Regions from separate parts of the Zea mays genome. Here region 2 is linked to region 1. The links are chromatin contacts, called in public Hi-C maps. All regions are on one chromosome and are shown on one strand. Each heading gives the region's core, a stretch centred on a gene start, on an enhancer-like site or on the middle of the called end of the contact. The rest is flanking DNA. Distances are from core to core; before and after follow the strand shown.

Region 1 (6,952 bases), core at 931-3,430:
TCCCTCCTCCTGGTGGTGGTGGCGGCGGCGGTCAAAGCTCTAACCACCCAAGTGGTGGTTATCTCTAAACACTTGAACTTATGTTTGAAATGTCGTACTCGTTGGTGGATGTTATGTTTCAAAACTATGTCGTACTCGTTGGTGGATGTTTAGTTTTAATACTATGTCGTACTCGTTGGTGGATGTTTTAATTATAAATGCATGTGTTTATGTCTAAATGCATGTGTTTGTGAATGTCGTATCTCTAAATGCATGTGTTTGTAATGTGGTTGTTATCTGTGATTTATGTATGTGTGATATATGTTATGTGTGCAGAAATAGTGACCTAATTTAGTGCTGTTTTTGTAGCAGTATAGGGTAATTCTCGTCGGCCCAGTTAATTCCCGTCGGCTATGGTCGAACCGACTGGAATTAATTACTAATGCCCGTCGGCCCAGTTAATTCCCGTCGGCCACGTAGGGCCGACGGGAATTAATTAATAACTCCCGTCGGCCTGGGAAACCGACGGGAATTAATATGTGACGCCCGTCGGCCAGCAAAACCGACGGGAGTTAGCCTTAATTCACGTCGGCCACTAACTAGCCGACGGGAATTAATTATTCCTGTCAGCCGCCGACGGGGATAACCTTATCCCCGACAAGGGACGCCTGGCCGCTGACAATCGACGGGAATAAGCCCTAAACCGACGGGAATTACTTATTCTCGTCGGTTTAATGCTTATTCCCGTCGGTTCCTGGCCGACGGGAATTAACTGTTTTTCCTGTAGTTTTCCTGTAGTGACGGCCTAGATGTAGCTAGCTAGCGTGTGACCGATCTTCGCGTCAAACATATACTAATCAAGATTTGAGAGTGAGAAAAGTTATCTTGAAATAAGCCCAAAACTGCCAATGTCTACCAGCAACTTGAACTAGGGTCTAGCCAGTGGCGGACTCACCACCCAGGCACCACAGGCGGTGGCCTGGGCTGCTTTGCCTACGGCAATGGAGAGAAGCAAGCAAGTACCATACGCTTAATCCTACGGCAATGGAGAGAAGCAAGCAAGCACAGACATAAAGGATAGCAACTTAATCTTGCCTAGACTGTCCTCAAATCCTGGGTCCGCCACTGTATCTAGCTAGGTGCTACTAGGGGACTCCTCTGCTGCTAGTCGTCTCTCCAGCCACAAGCCCACAACAAGGACATCGCATCTCCGGACGCAAAGCATGCAAGCAGCATTTGTTCACCGGAGAAAAACTGCTGTTGTGCTCGATGCATGCTAGCATGGGCCGCAGGGAATTGCCCGGTGGTGGTTGGGTGAGTGACCGCTGGGCCCGGCGTAGTCTTGGTGGATAAACCTGGGCGCCGCCACCTCACGACGATGAGTCCTCCACATCGTCTTCTTGACCTCTCCTCCGCCGTCTTCCTCCTTCGCGGCAGCGGCACGTCCCGTGGTCGTCGCCAGGCGGCGATGCTCTGGCGGTGTGGTGCTGCCGCCTAAGCCGTTCCGGCGGCTGTCCAGTGTGCCCGCCGGCGGTCGTAGTTGCCACTTGAAGTCAGCTGGTATCTCCTGCTACAGCACAGATCGAATAGAGAATTACTACAGATCATCAGACGCGCGCGCGCACACGCAGTCACATGGGTGCGCATGACGAAGAAGAAGCTAATTAATGTAGACTGGAGAATTAACGGCTTAACGCTAGCTAGAAAGAACTGCGTCACTCACCTTCTGGCTATTGACCTTCGTGTTCATGGGCAAGTGTGCTGTGTGCAACTGCATGTCCTGCCTCCCAAGACCTGCAGACGATGAAAATGTAACATCTTCGTCATCATTCTATATATATACGTACAGAGACTGAGAGATAAAAATGAAGATCAAGTATCATCATCACCATAAGCTCTGGTAGCCAGGAGGAAGAGGAGGAGGAGAGAGCCAAACGCCATGGAGCTCCAGCTCCACATTGCAGTTGCAGGTGCTAACAACAGTGTGTGATACCTGATACGAAGCTGGCTAAAGGCTGCTCAAGAACTGATTTTGGGTGCATATATATGAACGAAGACACGAAGTGAACACATATTTCTGAAGGCATATACGTTATTATGCATGTCTTCTAGCTAGCGAGGACGTGATGAGTCTCTGATCGCAGATTCCTGTCCAGAATTAAGTTGGGTTACAAGCCTACAAAGAATGGGATCTTGATGTGAGTCTCAAGATAAGGCGCATGCATGCATGTCACCGCCTTTAAGGGAGGATGTTTTCCCGGCCGCGAAATATGGCCCTTGTTTTGCTCCGTCGTCACCTTGTCCATGTCCTCACGACCAGGCTCAGGTTCCGAGCCTACAGAGCTTTAAGAATGGAGAATTCATTTCAGGGAGCTTGTCTCTCTCCCACTCAAAATACATACTGCTGATGTTGGTTGCATGATCTTGATTGATGCTTATATGACATTTAAAATAAAAAACATCACATCCCTCGGATCCAATTGGGATGGCATCCATCTCATTGGGCTTCCTCGAGAAGGAAGAAAAAAAAACAAGGATTATTATTGGGCGCTCCAGGGGGGAAAAGCTGGGCTTTGTTTATCTGTCCGACTTTCAGAGCTATACGACCCAAATCCAATTGGAGCATTAATTCCTGTGAGTAGTTTGAACATCAATGAAAGCCCAACAAGCTGTGTTTAAAGATATTTGTGCAGTCATGTAAAGTACGTGTGTTCACGGGCGCCTTCGCGCGGAGCTAAGGCGTCCGTGCATTGCAACGGGAACATATAATAGCACGATAACTTAAGTACAAATATATGTTATACTATTATAAGAAAATACTTCATGATCCATTTATGATTCTAGCCATACATAAATTTTATTATTTTAATCTAGTTATTTCACCACTACATAGTACAGTGCCTATGCATTCAGTGGCGGGCCCAGGATTTAGAAGGCGGGTATTCAAAAAAATTAGGATAAAATTTTTTCTAGACCTAAAGCTTGTTTATATATGTAGTTAATTATATATAATCTATAATTAAGCACACACAATATAGTCATAACCGATCCAATAACTAGCCTACTAAACTCAAATTTCATACAACTATTTCAAAAAATTTAAATCGAAATGCACCAGAGGCTATTGCTCGGTTGTTGCCTAGATACTTATCATATTTGGCTCTTTCCAATCGCTAATGCCTCGCATTGTCGCTAATGTCCCACCACGACCTGACAACTCTTCCCTAGTACGACAATAGGGTTTGAAGATTTTTTGTCGTGAGATACTAAGATGGGCTATATCACTCCATTGGATCTCATAGGACACAATCACACAACAATTTATTGGGCTGGGTGGGTATGAGAAGTAGCAAGGAGATTAGAGATATTTTGGTCTAAGTTAATAGAAATTCCTCCACTCATTTGATTCATTTCTTATTTCCTATGTATATATACTATATATGTATATGTTGTTTTTGTCAAAATAATGGGTATTCAATTGAATACCATTGAATTGAATGAGGCCCACCCCTGTATGCGTTGCGACGGCACAATCATATTTGATAAGTGATTCTAACAATCCATTATCATAGCATGGCTTCTATGCATAATATTCACATAAAAGTAAATTCAATTACAAGCATGAATAGAAAGTAACATTATGAGCAATTCGTGTATCTTTAATTGCCATACCACATTTTTCTACAAGCTGGTCAGGTTAAGTTTATTTGGTCTGTAATGTAACTTAGCAACAAAAATACAATTTAGTACATGGTCACAATTAGGAACCTACCCTATAAAGCCTAAGCATCTGATACGAACTTTACATTGATCTCAATATCTCACAAATTTTTTGTCAGCAACCAATAACAAATGATGATGTGGTCCATGAATGGCCCCATTTGTACTGTGAGGTTCTTGATGTAGGTTGCCTCGTAGAGCTTCTTCCCCGCCTCGATGGCCTCGACGCTTGACTTGCTCAATCAAATTATTAACAGGTAACCCTATGACTACGAATGCTTCTTGCCAAGCAGACCCTGCAATGAAGATATTCCATTTTATGGGTTTCTAGTAAATACATTGTGAGTTGCTCAATAGCTGTAGAAAAGAAAACACCAAATTCCTCAACAACAACAAAAAGAAAGAAAAATTAACTGAATAGACACAATATCCTGAGGGATCGGGCAGACTAGATTTGCCTAAATCTGGAGAGCAGAAGCAATAGATCTGGCCAGACTTAGAATTTAAAGATGGAAAAGTTTTGCCTTAATAAGAAATATGAGCCTTCCCTTCAGTTTATATGTTGCTCTTTGGAAAAAAGTAAAACAATCAGTGTACACCACAATTATGATTTGAGATAAATACCTAGTATCTTGAATCATATGAAGGTCAGAATGTAAATGATTATTTTTCTAGTTGTGACTCAATCGCCTCATGGGCTTTTGTAAGTATATGTACAGGGAGTCTAGTAAGACATGCAGAAATTCTAGAAAGTGTGAAAAAATAGACATATCGTGAATCCATGAAACTTTTGCTTTCTATAACCAACCTCTTCCTTTTGTCCCATGCTGGCCCAAACATCTGTGTACACAACGTCTGCTCCCTTAACTGCTTCTCTGGGACTGTTTTTATTTCGATCATATTGATTCCAGCACCCCTGGCGATCTCCATTGTGTTTGCATCAAGCTCCAATTCCTTGGGACAAGCACATACAAAGTGAAAAGGAAGTACAACAGCCAATAGAAGCCATGAATGCACAATGTTGTTCTCATCTCCAGCGTAGACAACCTACAACGACACAAATTATTCAATGAGATAAAATGTTAGTGTACAACGTTTATATGAAAAACAGACAACACATATAAAAAATAGAAATAGGTTAGTGACCATTGTAAATAAACAGAAACTGATTTGTAATATGTTCAAAGTATCAGTACCTGAGAGACCTTACCAGGAATACTTTCAATGTTTTCTACTTCTCTATTCCAGCAATGATCAACAGTTGTGACCAGATGGTAGGCGACTGTACCCGAGCCCAAACCCAAATTCATAATTCCATATAATCACATGAGTATATCGACACCAGGTATTATTACCTTCTATGCATAAGCACTTTCAGAAGTTACCTCATGACTTACTCCAGATTTCCTTCCACGTTTCTTCCCCTTCTAAAATGATAGAGAACAGGACATACACTTTAGTTCACAGAAATTTGAGATAGCTAGACTGTATTATGGTATTTCAGTTCCATGACACAGGAAGAGGACCTAGAAAACTCGTCGCTACACGACACAATTGAAATACTACAGAAAATTCATCACTACACGGTACAAACTAAAGAACAGTTTGGTCATGTCACTATGTTACTGTGTCAAGCAAACATATTTAGAATGGCATCAGCGTTCCACATCCATACATTAGAATCCTCTGATTCTGCGAATTATCAAATGTACACGAGGATGCCATTTAAGCCACTACAAAAATTAGACCTGTAAATTATATTGAGACTAATCATCAAATAGTGATGTATTTTGTGATGGAAAGGCTCTCATGATGGAAATAAGTTCAGTTGAATAAAATAAAAAAATCTCACCTCAAAACCTGACCGTGAATTTACATGTAGAGTGTTGTGCTTAGATAGAGATAGTGAAAACGTTTAGCTTCCTCCCTAACTGTTGCATTAGCAAAAAAAATCATCTGATAAGAAAATATGGGTCAAAAAATAATCCTGAATTACCCACTTGGTCCCCTCGCTTGTTGAACGATCCGAACCTCTCATGTGACAATTTTACCATAGCCTAAAGATTAGAAATCAAAGGGTTTTTGAGGAATGGTGTGATAAACCCTTGAAGGTTTGAAAAATTCTTGCAAAATAAGTTGCACGGTTGTCCTCCATTGTTCCAGAAAGCCAGATTGTACTTGCTAAATTTTACCCTAATGATCTTTCAAGAAATGACATGCTAAGATTTGAAACGCAGCTTGATAAATATTGGCTTCAAAGGCTTGAATAATCAATCAAGTTGATCTATCGCGTGAGCTCGTTAGAGCAGAGAGGGACATGTTTATGGATTGGTGTACTGTACTCGTTTATCAAGTTGGTATTGATTTTACTTGTCGCAACAAGTGTTGAAAGAACATTTTTCAATAATTAAATCTATCAAGAGCAAGTCAAGAAATAGGATCTGTCAAGAGCTAAGTCAAGAAATAGGATGAGTGATACTCTTTTGGACGATTGTCTAGTCATCTTTATTGAGCGAGATAGTTTCCTTGATATAATAGAGGTTTGTTTGGCTATTAGAAAGCGTAAGTGAGATGACAAGAAATAATATTATAATCACATTTGAAATATCATGTATACTGTGTAACCTTCTTTTAAGACAATTTTTTTATTAATGAATTTAAAAATATTTGTAATACCAATAAGTTTTTGTACTCGTTTTTTTATATAAATTGACGATTAATATTTGTTATACTAAAAAAACTGACTGAATGAACCACACTGACTTTCAGCGGCCAGGTAGCTCTCGAAGATGACGCAGAACTGCTCCGTGAGCGCGTTAGACTTCAGCGCATGGCCGCGGGTAGCGCCGGCCAGCCACGCCTTCACCACGTCCAGCGTCGTCACCGTCTGGTACCACCTTCGCCAGAGACTTTACGCTGCTGAAACATCAAATTTGGTCATGCTACCATATGTGACATTCTAGAAGCCACGCACCACATAGCATTGCACGCTGGATAGAACAGTTTAGCGGAACCTCATCCGAGCACCGTTTCAGTGACATCCAACCATCCACAAAAGGTCAACCTTGATAGCGATCAGATCGCGTTTCTGAAGCAGCAACGAAAAGAGAGCATTACGTCGCAGCCAATCTATAGCGTTAGCATGCAACCCAGCGCAAGATGTTATAGAAGCTAAGCTAGCAACTAACTGGGCAGATCCAGAAAAAAAAGTCTCAACTTAAAAGTGTCACGGGATGCAGAAAGACCCATTTCC
Region 2 (7,378 bases), core at 1,539-4,038, 180 kb after region 1:
ATTATCCAAGCATGTATTATATTCACAAAATATAAAATATTGCCAATAATATGAGTGCTTCCATGAAATTGGTCAATTCTACATGAAAGGACGATATTTATATGTCGCGTTGCATAGTATCAATATGGGTTCCAAGAACATTAAACTGGTATTTTTTATAACATGGAGACAACTAATTAATTTTGTCTACATATATGTAACAACGTGTTATTTTAATTTGTAAGGATTTGTCTGGCTCTCTTATTATCAACTTTATGCACGCTTGGAATGATATAAAGTTACCCTACATTTGCACCGTGAGTAACCTCATTATTCTAGTAACTTCATTATTCTAATACTTGGTCAATATCCTTCTTCTATAGTTATTTATTAATTGAGTTTAATGATATGTGATACTGAATGTGTAAAATGAGATTGTCCTTAGGACCGAATTCTTAGTAGAATTATGAAAGTACAAGGACAATAAATCTAAAGACAACATTCCAAAAAATACAAGAAATGATTAGGCACATCACATCAGAGTTTAGCTAGTTTCTGTATAGATAATATTTGTGATATTATTTGTAATGATACTTGACTTTTTCATAAACTTATTATCCTAATGTATATTCACTCTTATTTTGATTTGCCGTAGCCTTAGCAAGATTTCAAAGCTTATGATAAGGAACAAATATTCAGATTAGCATGAGGGGATTTAGGGATAGTGAGCTCTATTCTAGCCCAACCTGCTACTTTGATCATACTTATCAAGCCTATCCGGTATGGAAAACCAAGCCTATCCGGTATGAAAAACTATTCGGCAGACCATGTCTGAAAACATTCATCCAGCAGGCACGACGTCACTTAGATATGGCCCAGTGACCTGGCGTGCCATGCCCGTGTGCCACCAGACTAGTCCACCCATAATAATTACTCTATGTCCTAAATTGAAATCCATTTTATTTTTAATAGATTCATACAATAATTAATGTATATATATGGCTAAATTCGTTATCATCTATTTGAATATAGATATTAAAAACAATAGCTAAAACGACTACTATTATAAGACTGAAAGAATATCTCACAATGGGAAAAAAACATTCTGAAGTAAACAACTTTTTGGACCACAGTTCCACCGTCCAGTGACTACTCTCTTATGTACTCTGATGAATGTCTGACTAATGATAGATGGTGCAATGCTGCATAGGGCACAAATCCAAGAACACCTCGTATACAACAACCTAATAACGAATCAGCCAAAAAAAAATTAACCAGAAGACCTTATTAGTCAATCTTGAGGTCGTTGCACGATCAAAGATTGGGCGACTCTCTCTTTGATTCTTAACTCTTTCTTGTTAGTCAATCTTTAGGTTGCACCATCCAATGAATGCTGACGATGTATATGTACGTGGCGGTTAATGGATGCCCTTGGGCCGTCTTCGCATGCATGGGGGCGAGGAGATAGCTAGAGGCAAGGCGCGGGGCGGATCGGATCGGAGGTCAGAGCCTGACGAAGAAGACGGCCAGCTCCGGGCCCGTGCCGCCGCCCTGCGGCGCGATCATGTACAGCGACTCCGAGTCCCGGGACCCGACGAAGTGGTCGAAGCAGCCGCGCATGTAGGGCACCTCGTCGTCCGCTGCCGCCGCCGCAGCCGCGTCGGGCGCCGACGAAGGGGCGGCCCTCCCGGGGAGCACGCCGGCGCCCATGGAGACCGCCCGCAGCGTCTCCATCACAGCGAGGTCGTCGTCCGTGGCCTGCCTTCGCACCGCGTACCCGGTCTTCTTGCCGTTGCAGAACATGGTCCACGACGGCTCGTCCAGCAGCGGCGGCGGCGGCGCGCGGACTCCGCGCTTATTATTAGCCCGCGACGCCCCGCCTCCTCCGTCTCGGGCGGCGGCGGCTGAGGGGGCGGCCTCCAGTGCCGCGCGGCGCTCGGTTTCGAGGACGATGCGCGCGCCCGCGGGGTTGCCGAGCTCGCGCAGCAGCGCGTGCGTCTGCAGCGCCAGCTCGACGACGAGGCTCGGCAGGCACCGCGGCGTCTCCTGCAGCGCCAGCACGACGCGGCCCCTGCGGTGGCCGTAGAGCGTGCCCGTCACGCGGCGGCACGGCCGCGACGCGCCCGAGAAGGTCACGCCCCTGGGCACGGGCGGCGCGGACGACGAGGAGGACGAGGAGACGGAGAAGGACGACGACGCGGCCGCCGCCGCGATCTCGGCGGGCGTGCCGACCTGCGGCATCCGCCCGCAGCGCGGCGCCAGCGTCAGGAGGGGCAGCGCGTGCCGCAGCCTCTGGAACAGCCGGGCCGGCCGGGACGACGAGCCCGCCTGGTGCCGCCGCCGCGATGGCGGCTCCTCCAGCGTGTGGCCCGGTGTGCGGGCCTGCTGGCCGCGGACGCCGTTGTCGTCGAGGGAGGAGGCAGACGAGGACGTCGTCGACCTCCCGGTGCCGGCGGACGGCAGGCTGTCGCTGGGGCGTCCATGGGCGGGGTGGATAGCGAAGCCGCCCATAGACGCGCGCGCGACGGCCGGCGGCGAGGTGTCCGGCGACGACGAACGACCGGTGGATGCGATGGGTGACGCGCGGTGCGGTCTGGGTGGTGGCGCTAGTTATCCCCTGCACCGGGAAACGCGCGCGTGCTGGAACGGAACGGGCGGCGGTCAGGCTTTGTCGGGGTCGCCGTGCTCACCGTGCGGTGGCTGCCCGCTGCCTGCTTTCGCGGACGGCTCTTCCTTCCATTCTCCTCGTTTGTCTCGTTGTGGGATTGGAGTCGGACCACCAACACACGAGGAGAGGAGAGACATCGGCTGGGGTCCAGCAGGCCGTTTCTTTCGTTTTGTGCCCGTGCCTCGGATCCTTGGGCCTGTTTTGGACATTTACCGTTTCGGACTAAAAATATCGGTTAAACTCTAAAAAAACATACATAATGAACAAAAAATCGCAGACTTGAACCATTCATGCAAGCTTGTGTTGGCAATAACATTCGGCTAGAACTATATGTATGTTCAGCCGACACAAAACAATGTGCACACGTGGAATAAATCATACAAAGCTAGCGGAACAATCTCAAGATTGCGCTCCCCTATACATGCTCAACTCATGGATAGAATATTATAATTTTGTATCAAAAGTTATAGCTAATATTAATAAATTTTTTAGGACTAGTTTGGAAACTCCATTTTTTTAAGGGTTTTTCATTTTTTCAATGGAAAATGAACTAATTTCTCTTGATAAAATAGAAATCCCTTAGAAAAATATGGTTTCCAAACTAAGGACCTAGTCATTAGTGTCTTTTTCTATGTTAACTTTGATAATCTCTTGTCTCTCTTGCTATTGCTATTGCGTCTTAGGATGTGTCTAAAAAATTCTCGGTAGACATGTTGAAACCATCTTAACAGACATTGGATAAGTTTTTTCCCCAATTATGAAACAATAAAGAAAAAGATATTTAAAAACTTATGGGATCCTTGGTGCATGTTGATTTTACTCTTTCTCCTCTATCGATACGACTTCTCAATTCTCATTTCTCATCTAACTTGTGGTGTTGTTTATTCACTATCGGAATCGTGTTCTTTGCCGAGTGTCTAAGACACTCGGCAAAGGTTATTTTACACTCGGCAAAGATTTTATGGGCAAAGGGTTCTTTGCTGAGTACTTTTTTCGGGCACTTTACCGAGTGTCGAAAAACACTCGGCAAATTAAGAATCGAAAAAATTTAAAAAAACAGCAAAATATTTTTTTTTAAATTCTAGGAATAACTCTCCAACTCTACCTGTTACCTTACCCATTGCCTCGGTAGACATGCTGAAACCATCTTAACAGACTTTGGATAAGTTTTTTCCCCAATTATGAAACAATAAAGAAAAAGATATTTAAAAACTTATGAGATCCTTGGTGCATGTTGATTTTACTCTTTCTCCTCTATCGATACGACTTCTCAATTCTCATTTCTCATCTAACTTGTGGTGTTGTTTATTCGCTACCGGAATCGCGTTCTTTGCCGATTATTTTACACTTAGCAAAGCTTTTACCGAGTGTAACACTCGGCAAATATTTTTATCGGCAAAGGGTTCTTTGTCGAGTACTTTTTTTGGGCACTCGACAAAGACTTTGCCGAGTGTCGAAAAGCACTCGGTAAATTAAGAATCGGAAAAAATAAAAAAACAATAAAACATTTTTTAAATTCCCTAACTCTCCAACCCTACCTAACCTATACCTTACTCATTGCTCTATCATTTTTCACCATTATTTTGAATCAAATTTATATGTTTTGTAAATGGTGATTTTCGAACTCGCAACCTCTCTCTCGTGCATACCCTCCTATACCACTACACTACTACACCAATTATATCTATATTACGTTTTCATTCCCCATGTACTATAATAAACCGAGAGTAATTTGATTATTTAAGGCACTAAATGAGTTAATTTGAAAATGTGATCAACTATAAAGTTGCATAACTTTTTGAGATATACAAGTTTTATTTTAATAGTTTCTACATCCGAGACCGTTTACAAAATTTGAATTTTAAATTTGAAAACTTCACACGAATTTTTCAATGATAAGATGATTTCAAATCAAAAAAGTGTCAACTACAAAGTTTCATTACATTTCAAGACCTACAACTTTTATTTTGATGGTTTCTCCATCCGAGATAGTTTGAAAAATTCAATTTTCAAAATTCAAACATAGTTTTGCATAACAAGATGATTTCAAACCAAAACATTGTCAACTACAAAGTTTCATAACTCTTCAATACCTACAACTTTCATGTTGGTGGTTTTTTCTTTCGAAGTCGTTTTCAAAATTCAAATTTTAAACTTTTTAAATTCAGACGTAGTTTTCGTTGACAATATGACTTCAAATGAAAAAGTTGTCAATTATAAACTTCTATAACTTCTCAAGATCTATAAAGTTTATTTTGGTTGTTTGGTCATTTGTTTATCTTACATGATGGTTCTAACAATATGCACAGATTTTATACGTCTCTCTCGTAGTTTCATAAACTACGAGAGAGAGATAGGTTTTGTCGGCGTTTCGAGACAGGGGGGTCCCTAAGCCGACGAGTGAGTGTGCTGCGTGCCCCAGCCCAGATGGGTCGAGCGCGTGGGCGAGCGCGAAGGGGGGAGAGGCGAGGTGGCCGGAGTCGAGTGTGAGAGAGGTGGAAGTCCCGCGGCCTTCGTGTTCGTCCCGCGCCCAGGTCAGGTGCGCTTGCAGTAGGGGGGTTACAAGCGTCCACGCGGGTGAGGGAAGCGAGCGGCCCCAAGAGAGCGCCTGTCCCGTCCTCGGTCCCGCGCGGCCAACCTTCTCTGAGAAGGCCTTGGTCCTCCCTTTTATAGTCGTAAGGAGAGGATCCAGGTGTACAATGGGGGGTGTAGCAGAGTGCTACGTGTCTAGCGGAGGGAGAGCTAGCGCCCTAGGTACATGCCAATGTGGCAGCCGGAGAGATCTGGGCACCCTGCTGGCGTGATGTCGTGGCTGTCGGAGGTGCGGCGGAGCCTGGCGGAGGGACAGCTGTTGGAGCGGTCGAGTCCCTGCTGACGTCGTCCTGCTTCCGTAAGAGAGCTGGGGGCCGCCGTCGTCATAGAGCTTGTGGAGCGCCATCATTGCCCCTCCGGCGGAGCTGGCCGGATGGGACGCCGGTCTTGTTCTCCGTGACCCGAGTCGATTCGGGGTAGGATGATGATGGCGCCTCCTGTTGACGTGGCGGTCTGTGCCCTAGGCAGGGCGACATGGGGGTTCCTCCGAAGCCGAGGTTGAGTCTGCCTTCTGTTGCCGTGGCCGAGCCCGAGCCAAGGGGTCGGGCGAGGCGGAAGTCGTTCGGCCGAGGCCAGGGCGGAGTCCGAGCCCTGGGGTCGGGCGAAGCGGAGTTCCGTCGTCTTCCGGGTGTTAGCCCGAGTCCGAGCCCTGGGGTCGGGCGGAGCGGAGTTCGCCGTCTTCCGGGTCTTAGCCCGAGTCCGAGCCCTGGGGTCGGGCGGAGCGGAGTTCGCCGTCTTTCGGGTCTTAGCCCGAGTCCGAGCCCTGGGGTCGGGCGGAGCGGAGTTCGCCGTCTTCCGGGTCTTAGCCCGAGTCCGAGCCCTGGGGTCGGGCGGAGCGGAGTTCGCCGTCTTCCGGGTCTTAGCCCGAGTCCGAGCCCTGGGGTCGGGCGGGGCGGAGTTCGCCGTGGCGCCTTTGGCAAGGCCTGACTGCCTGTCAGACTCACTCTGTCGAGTGGCACTGCAGTCGGAGTGGCGCAGGCGGTGCTGTCCTTCTGTCAGACTGGCCAGTGGAGCGGTGGAGTGACGGCGGTCACTTCGGCTCTGCCGGGGGCGCGTGTCAGGATAAAGGTGTAAGGCCACCTTTGCGTTAAATGCCCCTGCAATTTGGTCAGTCGGTGTGGCGATTTAGTCAAGGTTGCTTCTGAGCGAAGCCAAGGCCTCGGGCGAGCCGGTGATGTGTCCGCCATAAAAAGGGGGCCTCGGGCGAGACGGAAGTCTCTCGAGGTCGGCTGCCCTTGGCCGAGGCTAGGCTCGGGTGAAGCGTGATCGAGTCACTCGTGTGGACTAATCCCTGACTTAATCGTACCCATCAGGCCTTTGCAGCTTTATGCTGATGGGGGTTACCAGCTGAGAATTAGGCGTCTTGAGGGTACCCCTAATTATGGTCCCCGACAGTAGCCCCCGAGCCTCGAAGGGAGTGTTAGCACTCGCTTGGAGGCTTTTGTCGCACTTTTTTGCAAGGGGACCAGCCTTTCTCGGTTGCATTTCGTTCCGGTGGGTGCGCGCGAGCGCACCCGCCGGGTGTAGCCCCCGAGGCCTCGGAGGAGTGGTTACACTCCTTCGAGGTCTTAATACTTCGCTTAACGCTTCGGCTGGTCTGGTCGTTCCCTCATGCGAACTGGCCGTAGCCCGGGTGCACGGTCAGGGCCCAAGCTCTCGGGCTGGTATGTTGACGCTGTCAACGATTTAGCCGGAGCCGGTTTTTGCGAGAGCAGCCCCCGAGCCTCTGCACAGGGCGAGAGGACGATCAGGGACAGACTCGACTTTTTACATACGCCCCTACGTCGCCTTTCCGCAAGGAGGAGGGGGGGGAGTGCGCCATGTTGCCCTCGATGGGCACCGAACATGGTGTCTCCGGTGAGCTGCAAGCGGGTAATCCGAGTGGACGTCCGTGCCCCGTTCGTTGGGGGTCGGCTAGGGGCCCAGAGGCACGCCCAAAAGTACCTGCGGGTGATTTGCCGGACCCGGTCCCCTGGCGACGGGGTCCGAGGGCTCGATGCCTCCCTCCGATGGGATTCCGTTACAAGATCGTTCCCGCTGGTCTCGGAAATGTCCTAGGGTACCTCGGGAGCGCAGCCCGAGCCTCGGTTATGTATCGAACGTACCCCTGGTCATCCCTCGCTCGGTGTCTGAGGCGAC

The links. A called contact is a pair of places that touch in the nucleus more often than the background predicts.
Region 2: a contact with region 1 is called in a Hi-C map of ear, with 1.7 times the contacts expected there. The contact joins the promoter of LOC100283757 here to the promoter of LOC103653050 in region 1. A contact is called at or near these places in 2 of 25 Hi-C or Micro-C datasets (ear and leaf).

What each region holds. Positions count from the first base shown.
Region 1 is chr4:32,408,033-32,414,984 of Zm-B73-REFERENCE-NAM-5.0, forward strand. It overlaps LOC103653050, which reads right to left and starts at 2,181. Exons shown (of 3, transcript XM_008680025.3): 1 at 1,869-2,181; 2 at 1,703-1,773; 3 at 843-1,549. The coding sequence starts at 1,938. The coding sequence ends at 1,256. LOC100384196 (Cullin-3B) reads right to left here. Exons shown (of 2, transcript NM_001321832.1): 2 at 6,866-6,952.
Region 2 is chr4:32,583,174-32,590,551 of Zm-B73-REFERENCE-NAM-5.0, forward strand. LOC100283757 (plant-specific domain TIGR01570 family protein) reads right to left here and starts at 2,789. Exons shown (of 1, transcript NM_001156656.2): 1 at 991-2,789. The coding sequence starts at 2,490. The coding sequence ends at 1,483.